Regions from separate parts of the Mus musculus genome. Here all the other regions are linked to region 1. The links are chromatin contacts, called in public Hi-C maps. All regions are on one chromosome and are shown on one strand. The core of a region is the stretch at or near the end of the contact, and the rest is flanking DNA. Distances in the headings are between cores, read along the strand shown.

The links. A called contact is a pair of places that touch in the nucleus more often than the background predicts.
Region 2: a contact with region 1 is called in a Hi-C map of uterus, with 4 times the contacts expected there. The contact joins two enhancer-like sites. A contact is called at or near these places in 1 of 39 promoter capture datasets (embryonic stem cells), 8 of 484 Hi-C or Micro-C datasets (the G1E-ER4 cell line, the HPC-7 cell line, the NIH/3T3 cell line and 5 more) and 1 of 115 datasets of contacts at active chromatin or transcription factors (the NIH/3T3 cell line).
Region 3: a Hi-C map of uterus shows a contact between it and region 1, with 2.7 times the contacts expected there. The contact joins two enhancer-like sites. A contact is called at or near these places in 7 of 484 Hi-C or Micro-C datasets (the G1E-ER4 cell line, cerebral cortex, differentiating spermatogonia and 4 more).

What each region holds. Positions count from the first base shown.
Region 1 is chr1:91,753,035-91,757,958 of GRCm38.p6, reverse strand. No RefSeq gene overlaps it. Among named protein-coding and RNA genes, the nearest start is that of Twist2, 46 kb to the left of the region's middle. Within about 2 kb of position 2,663, at least 19 of the 459 cell types and tissues checked have an H3K27ac peak or open chromatin away from gene starts, as enhancers often do. A contact at or near this core is called in uterus, where this site is marked.
Region 2 is chr1:91,650,525-91,655,448 of GRCm38.p6, reverse strand. No RefSeq gene overlaps it. Among named protein-coding and RNA genes, the nearest start is that of Gm28380, 42 kb to the right of the region's middle. Within about 2 kb of position 2,953, at least 11 of the 459 cell types and tissues checked have an H3K27ac peak or open chromatin away from gene starts, as enhancers often do. A contact at or near this core is called in uterus, where this site is marked.
Region 3 is chr1:91,856,309-91,861,232 of GRCm38.p6, reverse strand. No RefSeq gene overlaps it. Among named protein-coding and RNA genes, the nearest start is that of Gm46242, 21 kb to the left of the region's middle. Within about 2 kb of position 2,737, at least 58 of the 459 cell types and tissues checked have an H3K27ac peak or open chromatin away from gene starts, as enhancers often do. A contact at or near this core is called in uterus, where this site is marked.

The sequences.
Region 1 (4,924 bases), core at 1,414-3,913:
TTCAATCCACTTCCATTTCCAAAACAGCTCAAATAAGTGAAAATTAAAAAGTAATTAAAAAAAAAAAGAATTCTGTTAACTACAAAATGGTCTGTGTCAAGTTTATTAGAAGTTATGGACTTGTTTCCAGAGCACACTTTCAATTTTAAAACTATGTTTTAAGAGACTTAAGCGGAACAGCACTTAGGGGGGAAAAAAAAACCTTAAAGTTTGTTCAAAAGAAAAATCCTGCCCTAACTAACCAAGGCTGTCGCTTAGAACAGGTCAAGGCTATCAAAGTTTCGAGTTCTGTGCCGCCATCCAGTTCACACAACACGTCCTGGTCCCCCGTGGAAAGATCTCTTTATGGCACTTTCATTTTCCGAAGCTATTTGCTGGAGTTCTCGAAAATCTGCGGTCTGTGAGCTTCCTCGTTGTGTTTTACGGCGCCGCTCACCTATTTGCTGTTTGAGTGACGCCACTGAACTCTAGGTAACCTTCTGAGGGTCTACTGCAGCCTTTCAGGGATCGGACACTGTACATCAGCACCGTGTGGAGCTGGCTCCTGCCCTGATCCCTGTGACCCCAGAGCCTGGCCTGGGCTGCGCAGAGCACCGAGGAGTTGGCCTCTTTGTAAACTGGAGAGAAGAAGACATTTGGCAGATCTGGAAGGACACAGACAGGCTGGCTGGGTGGAAAAATGGCTTTTTTTTTTTTTTTTCAGGATTCAGAAAAGTAAGCTTTCCAGGAGGCAGGGAACAAGCTGGAGGTACATGATTGAATTTAGCTTTGGGCTGTAATTACGCGTTGAGGGAAGTGGCCAGGCTTACACAAGTGCTGTGGAGGGAGAGAGCACTTTTGAGTCCACCAAGGTTCCAAACACCAAGGCTGCAGACACAGGCACAAGCAAAGACTGACACCCACCGTGACCCTCGCTCACCATTGATTAGAGCTAATCAGGGGGGATGTTCTCAAAGCCCTCAATCATGGGACCCTGGGCCTCCCTGGAAAGTGGGGCTGGGAAGTTCAGCCCAAACCCAGCAGTAACAGAGAGTGCATTTTGTATTTTTCCTGAAAAGTCAACAAAGGGGAAAGGCAGAGAGTGACAGAACATGCCGAGTTTTGTGGTCACACTGGGCTTCCCGACCTCAGCGGTAACCACACCAGACCCGAAAATTCCCCCTGATACCTGCTAGTTTAGGAGTCCTTTCCCCACAAACCAGCATGTTTCCTGCATTTTAAAATCTACCCTAAAGACAGGGACTTCTGGCTTCCCGATCCTTCTGAGTTCAAATCTAGATTACAAATATCATCTGGCTGGGAATTTAGCCCCAGCCATGGCCTAGTCAAAAGAGCCCAGGATAGGAGCAATGTTTTAGGTTACCCCCCAAATCTCTGTAAGCCCAGATGATAGCCATGATAAAATGCCTTGAGAAGCCCAGGCCTGTCGAACACCCTCCTCCACAAGGACACAGACCCATTTTAGGCAAAAGTGTGGAACTCTCCAGCCACCGAACTCCGCTGAGCAGGTGCACGGTCCTCCAGCAGCACCCTGCTTGCTGCTGCAGAAGTAACCCAGTGACCAAATAGGGAGCCAATAAATAGGAGTCATTACAGGATAACGAAATGTTTGTGCTTAAAGTGGGGAGGAATTCTAGTGCAGGTTGTAACATGGAGAAGATGCTGTATTCCAGGAAATAAGCAATATACAAATGATAAATGCTGCCAGTGACTATCACAGGGTATGGTGGTGTGCGGGCCGCTAATCCCAGAGCTCTGAAGGCTGAGGCAGGGGGATTACTGCAAAGTTGGGGTCAGCATGGACTTCATAGTGAGCACACACACTTAAGACAGTGTCTCAAGAGATCAGAATGTGAGGATGTAAATAAATACCATGTGGCATCATGTGTGTGATGTCCCGAAAGTTCTTTATATCAAAGTAGGATGGCAGGTTTCCGGGGCTGAGCGGGAGACCAGCGGTTTGTGTCGAATGGAGTTGGGCTTAGCCTGGGAAGATTTCTGAGTAGTGATAGCTCCTCAGAAATCATCATTATGAGTGAGTGTGGTCGGTGCATTGAACTGTGTACTTAAAAATGGGTAGCATGGGAAATACCATTGTGTGTGTGTGTGTGTGTGTGTGTGTCTGTTATATTCTATCACAATAAAATAGAAATAACATTTTAACCTCACACTAACTAATAACACAAACACAAGAAAACCTGCATTTGTCACCTGCTCCTGAGCCTCCAAGTAGCCCCTACTAACTAGTACCTTAGCTAAACAAAAGCAATTCAGGGTATCTGAGAGAAAGTGGTGTTAGTAAGACTAGTTGGGGGGCAGGTGTTGCATATATAAGCAAGGCTACTTACAAAACCACCAACTGTTGGCTGTGTGATCTTAGGCCAGTCACTCTACTTCTTTGGGGTCCAGTCTCCCTTACTCTTGAATCAGACCATTTCAGACTTTTGCCCCCTGAGCTTGTACACCCTGAGACTTTGGAATTCCATTTTTAAAATCTGAGGTTAGTGGTTAGTGTGATTTCCTTACTGCAGAGGACAGTACTGCATCCTCTGTGTCGTGGCATCTCTCTGGCTTGCCCCTGCATGTGCTCACACATGTGGAAAGAAGAGGTTCTGTTGAGCCTTTTCCTAATAGAGAACACATTGTCCACTTGCCTTTGAAGTCTTTCATCTGCGGCAAGACCACAAGGGGGCGATGCTCGCCGGAATCTTCCAGCATGACGCTGAGCACCTCCTTCAAGGAGGGGGCTTTGTTCTTTCCTCGGAGTTTGGTAGGGTCTTGTCCCTGGAGGCTCCAGGGGGGTGGGGGAGCTCCCACGTTTTTTTCAAGGGTTGAGCACTCACGGGGGGGGGGGGGTAGGGGGGCACGGGCGGCTGGAGAACCGAGACAATTCAAAACCAGAATATTTGCAATCACCCAACAGACTTCACAAAACAATGAAACAATGATTTCAAGTCAGGTACTTGACTATGCTGGAAGGAAGAATTAAGCAGGGCCAGCAGACCAGCTTACAGTCTTGCCTCTCAAAGGCAGGCTCAGAGCTGCGGCATTTTTAGACCTAGAAGCAGGGATGGCTCACTCACTACTGGGGCTTGATGTCACCTCAGTGTGACCTTCTGAAATGCTGGGTAACTTGAAAACTGCAATGTTAACAAGAAAAGGAAGAAACATTGATGTTTTTTGCTCAAACACGTTATTCCTCTACCTTGGTGGACACTGGGGGGTTATGTCCTGTGTCCTGATACAGTGTCTTCATTTGATGACACAGCCACTTTTGTGGTTGGGAATACCCTCCACGTCCTGCAGGAGATGTTATTTCTTCCTTCAAGGCTGACACCTGCTGCCATTCTGGTATCTGCTGCTTGCCAGACCCCATCAGCCTGACTCTGTGACTGACAGCCCTAAAAATGCTATCCATGGCCTTGGTGACATTGGGGGAACCGAGTTTCTGCTAGCTCTGGTGCTCTTCCCCAAAGCATGCACTGGACTTTTATTTCATTGATTTTCAAGAGCTTTTTTACATGCTCGTTTTAACAGTCTCTCTCCTTCCTTGTCCCATAGATGCCCCACACACTAGTGATGGTACATTCCCCAAAGGTACATAATCCTTTTGCCTGTGATCAGCTGTGCCCAGTGCTGTCAATCATCAAACAGGGCTAAAAATAAAGACTGGACACGACTGAGCTCAAAGACAAATGTGTTGTGTCCATATTTCAGCCCCAACTTATGATATGCATTTATAAACGTCTGAATGTGAGTTCCTCACTAAGTGAACACTCACTGAAAGCCTCGTGTGGGCAAGACAGAGTTTACTAAGCCTCAGGGTGCTGCAAGAAGAGACTCAAAAGCTACTCTGACCTTGGTAAATACGTCTATGGGACACAGACCCATGCACCAATCAGTGTGGAAGATACAGGTTACAGCCTGAAGCTTGGGAAGCTATCTTGCACGTGCACTGGGACTTCCTGGCTAAATTAATGTACTCGTTCATTCATGTAGCCTATGTGCACCTGACATTTACCAAGTGCCTGGGCCATTTCAGGTACTGAGGCAATAAGACAAGACAGATCCAGTACAGACAGGGAGACCAAAACAACTGGAGACCCTGCCAATTCCCCCTGTCCCACATGGAGTCATAGGGGACTTTCCCTACACAGAAACAAACAACGAAACGGACTAAATGTATGAAACAATGGGTTTCCAAACCCCAGAGCACACATTGAAGGCCAGCAGTCACTGTGGGGTGGCGGGTGTAAGGTGAGTCCCAGAATAACCCCGTTTACTGCATTGCCTTCAAGACACCATACCAGGCTGAGCCCACCAGGCCGCTAACCACCGCGAAAGTAGAGTCAAGAATGTGGGGCGATCATGGAGTCCCAGAGGAGAGAGAACCCCAGAGATGAGGTAGGCAGAAGCTCCCCACCATCTGAGCAATGGATGCAGGTAAAGAAACTACCCACGTGTCACCTTGAGGGAGAGAGAGAGTCATGCCTGACTTCCACACAGACCTTTCTGTCGTGTCTGTTCCCACTCACAAACCTAGAAGCCTTGGGAGCAGCAGGCAGCGTGCTCTGCATTAGCCCCCGCAGGGGGGAATACGAGCCCTCGATGAAAGAGGTGCTGATCCCAGCTAACAAGTCAAAAGGAGGACTCCAGAACAGAAGGAAACTCAATTGCATCTTGAAGGAAGTTCAAAGTCACCCACGGCATCCAACAAGATGAAATTCAGAGTATTTGGCATCCAATCAAAAGCCACCAGTCAGGCAAAGAAACAGGAAAAAAAAAAAAGTGACCCGTAACGAGGAGAAAACCAATCAGCCAAACAAAACACAAAACCAGAGCTGGCACAGACGTTAGGACTGACAGACGGAGAAATTAAGTTACCATAACTGTGCCCCATATGTTCAAAAATCTGAAGCGAAGA
Region 2 (4,924 bases), core at 1,704-4,203, 100 kb after region 1:
GCTGGTCAGAGTCGAAGGTCGGAGCCAAGACTCCAATGTGGTTCTCACGCTCCCCTGAGCAACCTGGACAGAGGCCTGCATTCTATATCACTATATTTTCTGTGGACAGAGGTGAAAATTCAGAAGACAGGAATCTGAGGTGGGGTAGAAAGATGGCAGGACCCAGAGACTTTCTTGGGTCAAATGGGCAGGTTCCCTGAAGGCACAAGATAACTAGAGTATGCGGAGATATCAGATCTGAGAAACAAGTAATATTAGTCTTTGCCAATATCTGAAATACTGATTGAGTGGTATATATGGAAATATTCACAAAAGTAAGTTAAATTGGTGTTCACCGAAACTAAGGAACGCGACTTGGCTGATCTGGAAAAGCCACGAGTGTGAGCATCAGGCGAGGAGGCAGAGTCAAGAACACCTGGACTGGGAGCCAGTCAGGCTCTCCCCTGGACAAGCAAATTATAGCTTCCCTCTGTATTACACTAGGGGGGAAGACATCTATGTAGAATAAGATAATGTCATAGTTGAAAGCAAAGTATCTATGCCCACTAGGCACATCAGTTACAGATGCCACCTGACTGTAGAGCTTGCATGACATGGAGTCCCAATACACACAAGATGCCACAGCACAGACTCACACATTCAGAGCACATGCTCCCCGGCACAGAAACTATACCCACAGCACATACAAGTCGTGCACAGTCCACACACATTCAACCACAAACTCACATAAACACCACACACCACATGCATATTATATATGGCACAAAAAACCTATACACATATGCATATAAGACTCACACCACAAACCTACATATACCACATACTACACACATAACACACAAATAATATGCATCAAAAACACACCATGTACATACATGTTATGTAACCATACACCACACTCCATACCCTACATCACACGCTACACATGTGCTGCACGCTATGCAACACATATCACACATAGTACACATACCAGACAACCCATACCCTCCCCATCTTTCCCCTCTGTACCCATAGATACGTTGCAAATGTCTAGCAGTGGGAACACTCTGCCACAAGCCAGAGGAAAGACTTCTCTGCCGGGGCCCCATTTGAAAGGGGTCCACTCTTCATCAAGGAACACTGCCCTGGCCACTTGGGGCTCTTCTCTGACTGAGCACGTAGGGCTCTCAGCATTATTGATGCTGGTCTGGGAGGAGCCTGTCAAACTCCAGTGCCTGCACATCTGAGGGTCAGCTCAGGCCTCCCAAACAACATCATATCACCTGGGTACCACACTTCCCATGGAAGGGCATCGTGTGCACAGTGTGTCCAGAGGAAGGCCAAGTGTTCTGAGGTTGGGACTTAGGACCCCTACTGCAAGTAAGTGATCATGCTTGAGTTTTTAGTTCTTCCTGGGTTGGTTAAACTCGGGCTTTGTAACTCACTGGTGTGGGGCAGGGCCCCTTATACACCTGAAGAATGGGCTCCTCTATTCTTTCTGTAGAAAGGCAGCCAGTGCCTGTGCCAAGACAGAGCACGCCTGAAAACACACCAGCATTCTAGCCATGGTGCGATCCGTGACTCCAAACACCAGGAGTCAAATCTGAATTCCCCAAATCTGAATGACTTCCAAGCCATTAGATCCCAGCCCAAAAGAGAAAGCGAGGGGCATGTGTTCAGACCCTGGATGGTCTTAAGCGGTCATCCAGCCTAGTGTAGCCCATATGCAGGCAACACAAGTCTCCAATACCTCTGAATGTCCACCTTATTCCTCCCACAGTCTCTCAGCCATGCTCAGTGCCACCCCTTAAATAGCTCCCCACCCCCAAAGGAGAGACAGTAACCCATGCCTGGGCTCAAGGGTTTTATATCTGAAGGGTAAACTGAGCCGCCAGGCAAGGAATCAGGAGACAGCCCAGGTTGCAATATGGATGCCTGGGAACTGGGTGAGTGAGCTAGCTTTCCTATTCTGACAGTGTTCAAAGTTGTAGCATGCCGGTTCATTCTGGAGCTAACTCTGAGGGGCAGGAATTGCTCTCTCCACCTGGCAGCAGTGGGGCCAGAGATGTGGGTCTCATCCCCTCTCTGGGTCTCACAGTGGGGATTTCTCTGCACATATCTGGGTCTACGTGATTCTAAAAGTTTCACCCTACCCCACAGCAGTGGTCTGATGATCTACACATGCTCCACCCTACTGAAAGGTTAGGATGAGCTCGCTGACTTTCCTAGTCAGTAAGTCAGAAGGAATAGAGCCGTGCTGGGCTAAATCACTTTGCAGTCACCAAGCCCTCTGCATTTCTGACTCCCAGGGCCTCTGGACTATGAGATTAGCGACACTGATAGCAGCACAGCTCACAGCACAGCTGCCCAGGAGGTCACAGAGGTGCTGGGAACTGATGCTGTTTCCAGACTGCCCAGGGGAAGGCATCTGCCCTGGGTGATTCACAAGTCTTTACTCGCCAAGGGTGCTGGGCTAAACACATGCAGATCCTGAGATACTGTGTGTCCTGTGTCACTAGTACACGCAAGCTGTTTGTAGGTCAGGCTCTCCTACACCCAGCCCCAGGGGGCCTGTTTCCAGAAATGCCTTCATCTGTGAGTCCCAAATGTTAGCCACGTCCACTCGCTCGGCTGATTATCCCGAATATCTGCTTCTTCAGAAGCTCCTCGTGACATCATGGCTAGGGAATTCAGTGTTTGTAGAATCCTTATTGTAATTTCGCCATGTTCTCATGAGATAGTCAGAAGGTTTTGCCCCCAAGGATCCATGGTGCCCACCTCTAGAAGCAGGGGTGGGGGCATCCGAATGCTACTCTCTGTAGAGTCCGCTGTACAGAATCGACAACAGACCTCATCTATAGCCTGGAGGCTGTTCTGTTTCCTGGATGGAAACTGATAACTTCAGGCTCCAGGCCCAGTTCTCTCTAAGGTCACATGAACGAGGTCCTCAGTCCATGTGGAAATGAGATCACAAGACAGATTAAAGAGGGTTCCAGGGCGCTGTCCTCGGTTTGCTCGGGCTCCAGAGCATCAAGGCAACTGTTTATGGAAACCGCGTCCTCTTCAAACACTTCCTTCTTTAATCGCCAGCACGTGCATGTGGGAAAAAGCCTAGCAGAGGGAGAAACACCAGCACGGAGTCTCTACAGCGCCTCGGCTCTGTTGGGCACTTCGTGTTTGCTTTCTGGTGTGCGGTGAGTTTGTTCTTGCAGCTCTTGGTCTTCCCTGCTGCATTTCCTGGGCTGAGAGTAACTGCAGTGTTGAGCTGGGTGTGGAGCGAGGGGGAGATTTCTGTGAAGAGCCTTGTGTGTGTAAGATGTATGTACATACAATAGGTTTGGCCCCGGCCATCATGGATGACAAGAAGTCCCATGATCCCCTGCCTGCTGGCCCGTGGTGGGATTGAAAAGTGTAAGAATCAGAGAGCCAGTATGCAAATTCCAGACTGAGACTGAAGTTCTCAAAGCCACAAGCGCTGGGCTGGCTGTGTGTCCAGTTAGACAGACAACAGTCAGCCTCGCCCTGACTTTTGTTCCCTCCGGACCTTCAAGAATGGGACGATGCCCCCACTAAGCCAGTCAACAGAAATGCTCACCTTTCCAGAAACACCTACAGACACAACAGGGAAGAAGGCCTAGCTAGTTATATGGGCACCCTATGGCCCGGTCCATCTGGTATGTCAAACCAGCCTTCTTACACAGTCTGTGCTTACTGCTCAGCTCTGCTGCTGCCACGATGAGACAGCATTGTGTGTGAATGCACGCACGGGGCTTTGCACTAGTGAGACCTACTTTACACAGGCTGCATTTGTGCGGAGCACAGTTCTATTATTATGGTGCTTGCTGCGCGAGCGTGGGCACCTGAGTTCACACCCCCAGCTCTCAATCAAAGCCAAGCTCCAGGATCAGTGAGAGACCCTGTCACATAAAATAAGGTGGGGAAAGAGACTGTGGGGTGCTCAGCCCGAAATCTGGACAGCAATATTACAGCACCTCCTCCCCAGGGTTCAGGAAGAGGAGACAGAGAGAGCGTAAGAGCCAGAGGCAGAGCTGACTACATCAAAACTGTCTTCGAGAACTGTTTTCACTCAGAAAGGCAGCTAGATATACACACTCACCGAGATTATGACAGCACATACAAGGGACAGAGTCAAGGCAGGCAAAATTCCAGCATAAATGGGGAAGGGACGCACAAAGTCACACCCCTAACTGAGGAACTATTGATAACTGACATCAACAGGACCACACATCCGAAGTCCACAGACAGCACACGGTGGACTGGATGGGTTTTGTTTGTTTTAAGTGAGGACACAAAGTTGTATATGGGCATAAAATCAAGGAGGTCTGGAAGGAGTTGTGGGGATGAGAATGATTAAAATAAATGTGAAATTCTCAAAGAATTAATAAAAATAAGGTAAAGTTAAAATAATATGGAAACCAAAAGAAGGATGGAGAGATGAAATGCTCCATCTCTATCTCTGACCTCTACATGCACACATGTGTGTGTGCACACACAGCATATACACACACATATTTTGCATACGCATACATACACATACAAAAGAAAACTGTTAATTTATAGACATCAACCCTGGGCCAGGTGTGCCAGGCAGGTTACAGCTGGCCAGAGTGCTGCTCGAGATGCCACCGAGCCTGTCCTGCAGGTTGCTATGGAGTCAGTGGGTGCAGCTGGGGACGTCACAATCGCAAAGAATCTTCACCTTTTTTTTTTGAGATAAGATCTCACTGTGACGCTCTGACTGTCCCAGAACTCCCTCTGTAAACCAGCCTGTCCTGGAACTCAGAGATCCACCTGCTTCTGCCTCCCAAGTGCTGGGATCAAACACCCAGCTGCATCTTCACCTTTCAGTGAGAGTCCCATGTGTAGCATGGGGACATGCTCTCTGTGTGGTTGTGCTCTTCGCCACTTGTGAGGGAATGTTTCA
Region 3 (4,924 bases), core at 1,488-3,987, 100 kb before region 1:
GAACGAAAGGGCATCTTGTCAGTGTGTTCATGACTGCGGCATGTCTCCTGCCCTGTGGTCAGGGTGGCTGTGTGCAACTCTGGTTTTGGTTTTCCTTGGTTGACATTTTTGATGTGTGCTCAATTACTACCAGTGCGAGAGTTGCTCTCTTCCTAGTTCATATTTCGTAAACATTCGCTGATTCTACTCCAGTGACTGTTTGGATTTAGATTTTATGAAATGCCTGTGTAGTGATTGGAAAGAGAATGCCCACTGTAGGCTCAGATATTTATATGCTTCATCCCAGTTGGCGAACCATTTGAGAAGGATTAGGATGCGCAGCTATGCTGAAGTAGGCGTGGCCTTGTGGGAGAAAGTGCATCATTGGGGGTGGGCGCTGAGGTTTCCAACCCCTCTGCCTGCTGTCTGTGGATCAGGGTGTGAAACTCTCAGCTACTGCTCCAGTGTCCTGTCTGCCACATGCCACTTTGCTCCCTCGGTGACAATAATGAACAAAACCTCTGAAACTATAGACAAGCCCCAATGACATTCTTTCTAAGAGGTACCTTAGTCACAGTGTCTCTTCACAGCAATAAGAGTGAAGTAAGCAGAGACAGAGCTTAGCTTCCTGCTCATTGCCCTTTCTCCATCCATTTCTGCTCCTCCCCCTCCAGCAAGGTCCCATGCCAGCTGAGCTTAGACCCAGGAGATCCTTCTATTCTCAACATAGGTCAGCCTGGAGCAGAGGGCTAGGCTTAGAGATAACAATTTGGGCAGCCAGGCCAATGCACTTAGAAGATATGAGTCACGCACCATAGCTTTGCAGGAAGGTCAGCAGCACCTCTGGCTTCACCCACTGGAGACGACCAAGCTGTATCCAGACACGGCCCATATACCTGGGTAGAAAACCTGTTCTCTACTGAAGATAAGCTCAGAACTTGGGCAAAGATGAAGAAACCTATCCTATCCTATCCTGTCCTATAGTATAGGTGACTGGATCGTGTCAAGGAAGTGACTTTACAATCTATAGTGGTTAAGGTTCTAGGATAACAGTAGGGACAGAAGAATCACTGGGACTTGCTGGCTGCCAGCGCTGGGTGAAAAAACCCAGAGCTCTGAGTTCAAAGAGATCCTCTCAAGGGAACATGGTGGAGACTGATAAAGGGAGACACCTGACATTCTCCTCTGGCCTACACACACGTGTACTCGCGACATGTATATATATTCATGTACCAAACATACATGTAAGAAAACATACATGTAAGAAAAACAATCAGGAGAGGACTTCAGATTACGAGCTTTTAAGTTAGTAAATAGCAACAGGCACAAGGTAGAGAAGACAGAGCGGAAGGCACAGTGAGTGTGGCTGCCAGTCTTCTGCATCTAGGTTTCCTACCCGTGGGCATCTGCATGGATGAGCGCAGGGGCTCAGCTCGGTGTGTCCCCTTTCTGCCTCTTGCTCTGGGGACTCAGTCTGCCTTATGCCTGTCACTAGAGCACTTCTAGGACATAAACACCTCCCCCAATACCATGTCTACACCATTAATAACCCTAATACTAGGAGGTGCTCTCCATCTCCTCAAATAGGGTTTGTTTATTCTTTGGCACAAGTCCTAGTAGTAAATTGAGCACCCCAAGTGGCTCACCTGCTTGCCCAAAGTGACCCCATTGGTCAGTGGCTGTCATTTCCACCTGGGTGCCTTGTTCAATACAACTTCTAATGCCCTTCATTTTCCCCACTGACCCAGCCTGGCCCTGTGGATGGAGCATGCACACGGGCAGATCTGTACGGCAGAAAGCCCTTCTAAGACTTCCGGCAAGCTCTACACTCAACACAGGAGCCAAGCCATGAAGACAGTGAAGATTTATGGGGGATCCTAAGGCCATGTGAACTTATCTTTTTGGCTGGACTCTACATTCCTGGTCATCCCCTGTGGCTCCGTGGGAGCACCTTCCTTTCTTGTCAGTATTTCACACCTCTCCCCTCTGCTCTGCTGGGGTTTGCTTTATAGAAAAATTGTATCATGATCATGACAGTGCTTCTGCAGGGTAAGCTGGTCCATGTGCCTCTGTGTCTGCGCTTTGATCCCCTAGGTCTGTGATTGGCTGGGGCTGAGGATGCTGGGGTGAAATGGGTAGAGTGGTCCTGATCTGGAGGGCTTCAGTCTAGTGGGAGAAGGGCTTCCAGACAGCCCAGTCTGGGCACTGTGGGTGATGAGGCTAGTGCCTGAGCTGTGTGCTGGGTGTGGAGTAGGGCCTTCTAGGCTGGGTGCTATAGGTTATGGGTGGCCTGCTGGGCTGGGCACTGCAGATGAAGGGTGATCAGCTGGGATGGTTGTTGTAGGTGCTGAGACAGCTTCCTAGTCTGGATGCTACAACTGTGGGTCTGTTCTCTTGCATGTTCTGGATGTGGTCCTACTATATCTTCAGCCTCTTAAGTACAATGGGACTAACTGGAACCACAGGACCCTTTTGCTGGGCACCTCCCACGCCAACCCCTGGTTCTGGCACCTATGAGACTGGCTGATCTTCTGGAGATTAGCAAGGGTGGGGTTCATGTGAGTGTGGACAGAGTCCCCCTGTGCTTTGCATCCCAGAGTGTGTAGACACACAGGGACCACATCCAAGAAGCCATACTTGCCAAGCCCTCGGGACCAGGGCTCCATGAGAACCGTTTTTATTGAGGATTGTGGTATGTAGTAGATTGAGAAATTGCCATAGTTGGAAAAACAAGTAGAAAACCTTCCAGAAAGTAAACCCCGAGGAAGGAAGTGCCAGGACAGGGAGTGCTGGACACGTGGGAGGCTCAAGCTCAGTTTCTAGGGGAGCGCTGGGCCATGCAGGTCCCAGTGCCTTCGGATTTGGCCTGGTGGCAGTTCTCGCTGTATTTAAGGTCTAAGATATTCTTTGATTAATTTCCGTGGACTTCACTAGAGTTACAACAGCAAGTCCCTGAGCACTAATTAAGGAAGAGAGGCGGACAGTGACTCATGCTGGAAAGAACCCTCTCCCAGCCCTAACAAAGTGTCTCAGGTCCTCACAGTGGGAACGGCCTCTGATCAAGGCAGCTCTGGATTTAGGTCAGCAAGATAATGGTCAGAGATCTTACTAGCCCCCCACCCCCACCCCCTGTGTGTGTGTGTGTGTGTGTGTGTGTGTGTGTGTGTGTGTATGTGTGTCTTACGTATTGTGTGAGTCTGTCTTTGTGTCTCCTCTCTATCTGCTTATGTGTGTGTGTCTGTTTCTGTATGTCCTTCTGTTCGTCTCTCTCTGTGTTTCTGTTTCTCACTGTGTGTATGTACATATCTGTGGATCTGTGTCGGTGTGCCCCCTCCCCCCGTGCCTGTTGGTCTCTATCTTGCTGTGTCTCTGTGTCTGTCTGTCTGTCTGCCTGCCTATTCCCCCCCCCACCTGTCTCTGTATTCACTTACAGGCTCCAGGCTCCAATTGTGTGTCCCCCAGAAGAGCTGACAGGGGCACCTGGCATGGCTTCTTACACAGTTCTCCTGCTGGAGACCAACAGAACCTTCTGGTGCTTGAACTCAGGGCCTCACACACGCAAGGCAGGCTCCCACCGAGCTGTGACTCAGCTGTTCCAGATCACAAGTCCATGACCAGGGATCTGCCACCACCTAGGTTGGAAGTCACAGCATCCATCTGGCCCCAACCACGAAGGGCCATTTTGGCTGACCAAACCTTTTCTTGAAAGCTTGGGTGGTAAGAAGGAGAGCAGAGGTCGTTGCTTCAGTCACATGCTGGGGAAGGTTGACAAGGCACAAGTAATTCTTATCCAACATAGAAGCAGAGTGTGCCAAAAATGAGAGCAAATTCAAGGGTGTATTTTCTCTCCAAGTGAGAAGTAGCTTGGAGCCTTTCCTGCCATGTGACTAGATTCTGGCTATGGATCTGACCTGGGAGGCCACAGAGGACCCACAGCTTGGGATTCCTTTAGGAGCCAAGACTGAGCAGCAAGTGTGGACATTATTCCCAGTAGAACTTGGTCTTGGGCAGACAAGGAGCTGAGTCTGCTGGTACAGTGTGTTGCTGTGCATCAGAACTAGAGCCCTGTCATCTGGGTGACGTCCAGAGTATGACATTCTCACAGGCTGTCTGCCTTCGGCCTCCATTCCTGTAAACACTTTGCCTATAGATAAGAACCAGCTTGCTGTTTAGCCGAAGGGAATAAATCTTCTTTAGACCAGGAAGGGACCCCATGGTTGAATCTTGACAGCTGGGCAAAGTACAAGTGCAGAGAATGTTGCTGTGAGCAGGGACAGCCAATGAAAGCACCAGGCCACACAGGGCTAACAACTCAGCCAGGGACAGAGATGGGCCTATCTGCCAAGCAGCGTGCTGGAGACCAGAGACTCAGGAGGGAACGCATATGTGGTCAGGTCCCCACGGGGTGAGAGTTGACAGACAAGCAGGGCAGAAAAGCACACAGACTACGTCCCCTTGTTCTCTTGGGTCTCACAAAGGGCAGTGGTGGAGAAGCTTTGCCAGCAAGCACAGGAACTTTGGGAGAAGATTTGAGAAGATGTTTAAATTGTAAGGCCTTCTATTGATCATATAGCAGTCATAATCCCAGATCACCCAACACTGAAGCTGCCTTTGAGCCCCAGCTTCCCCATGGGAGTCACTCTCCTTTATTTAGTTTTAGTTAATGTGTATAGGTGTTCACATGCGTTTGTATATGCACCATGTGCATGGAGTGCCCACAGAAGCTAGGAGAGGGCATCAGATTGCCCTGAAACTGGAGTGACAGGCAGTTGTGAACCTCCATTGGACCAGCCAGTGTTCTTGACCACTGAGCAATCTCTAGCCCCTTCACTGTCTCTTCTACATCATGGCAATGGCAACGCAGAGACAGTTTCTCACAGCTGACAGCACTCCCTTTATGAATTGTATCTTCACACAGCATTGCTTGTTTTAATTAAGAATTTTA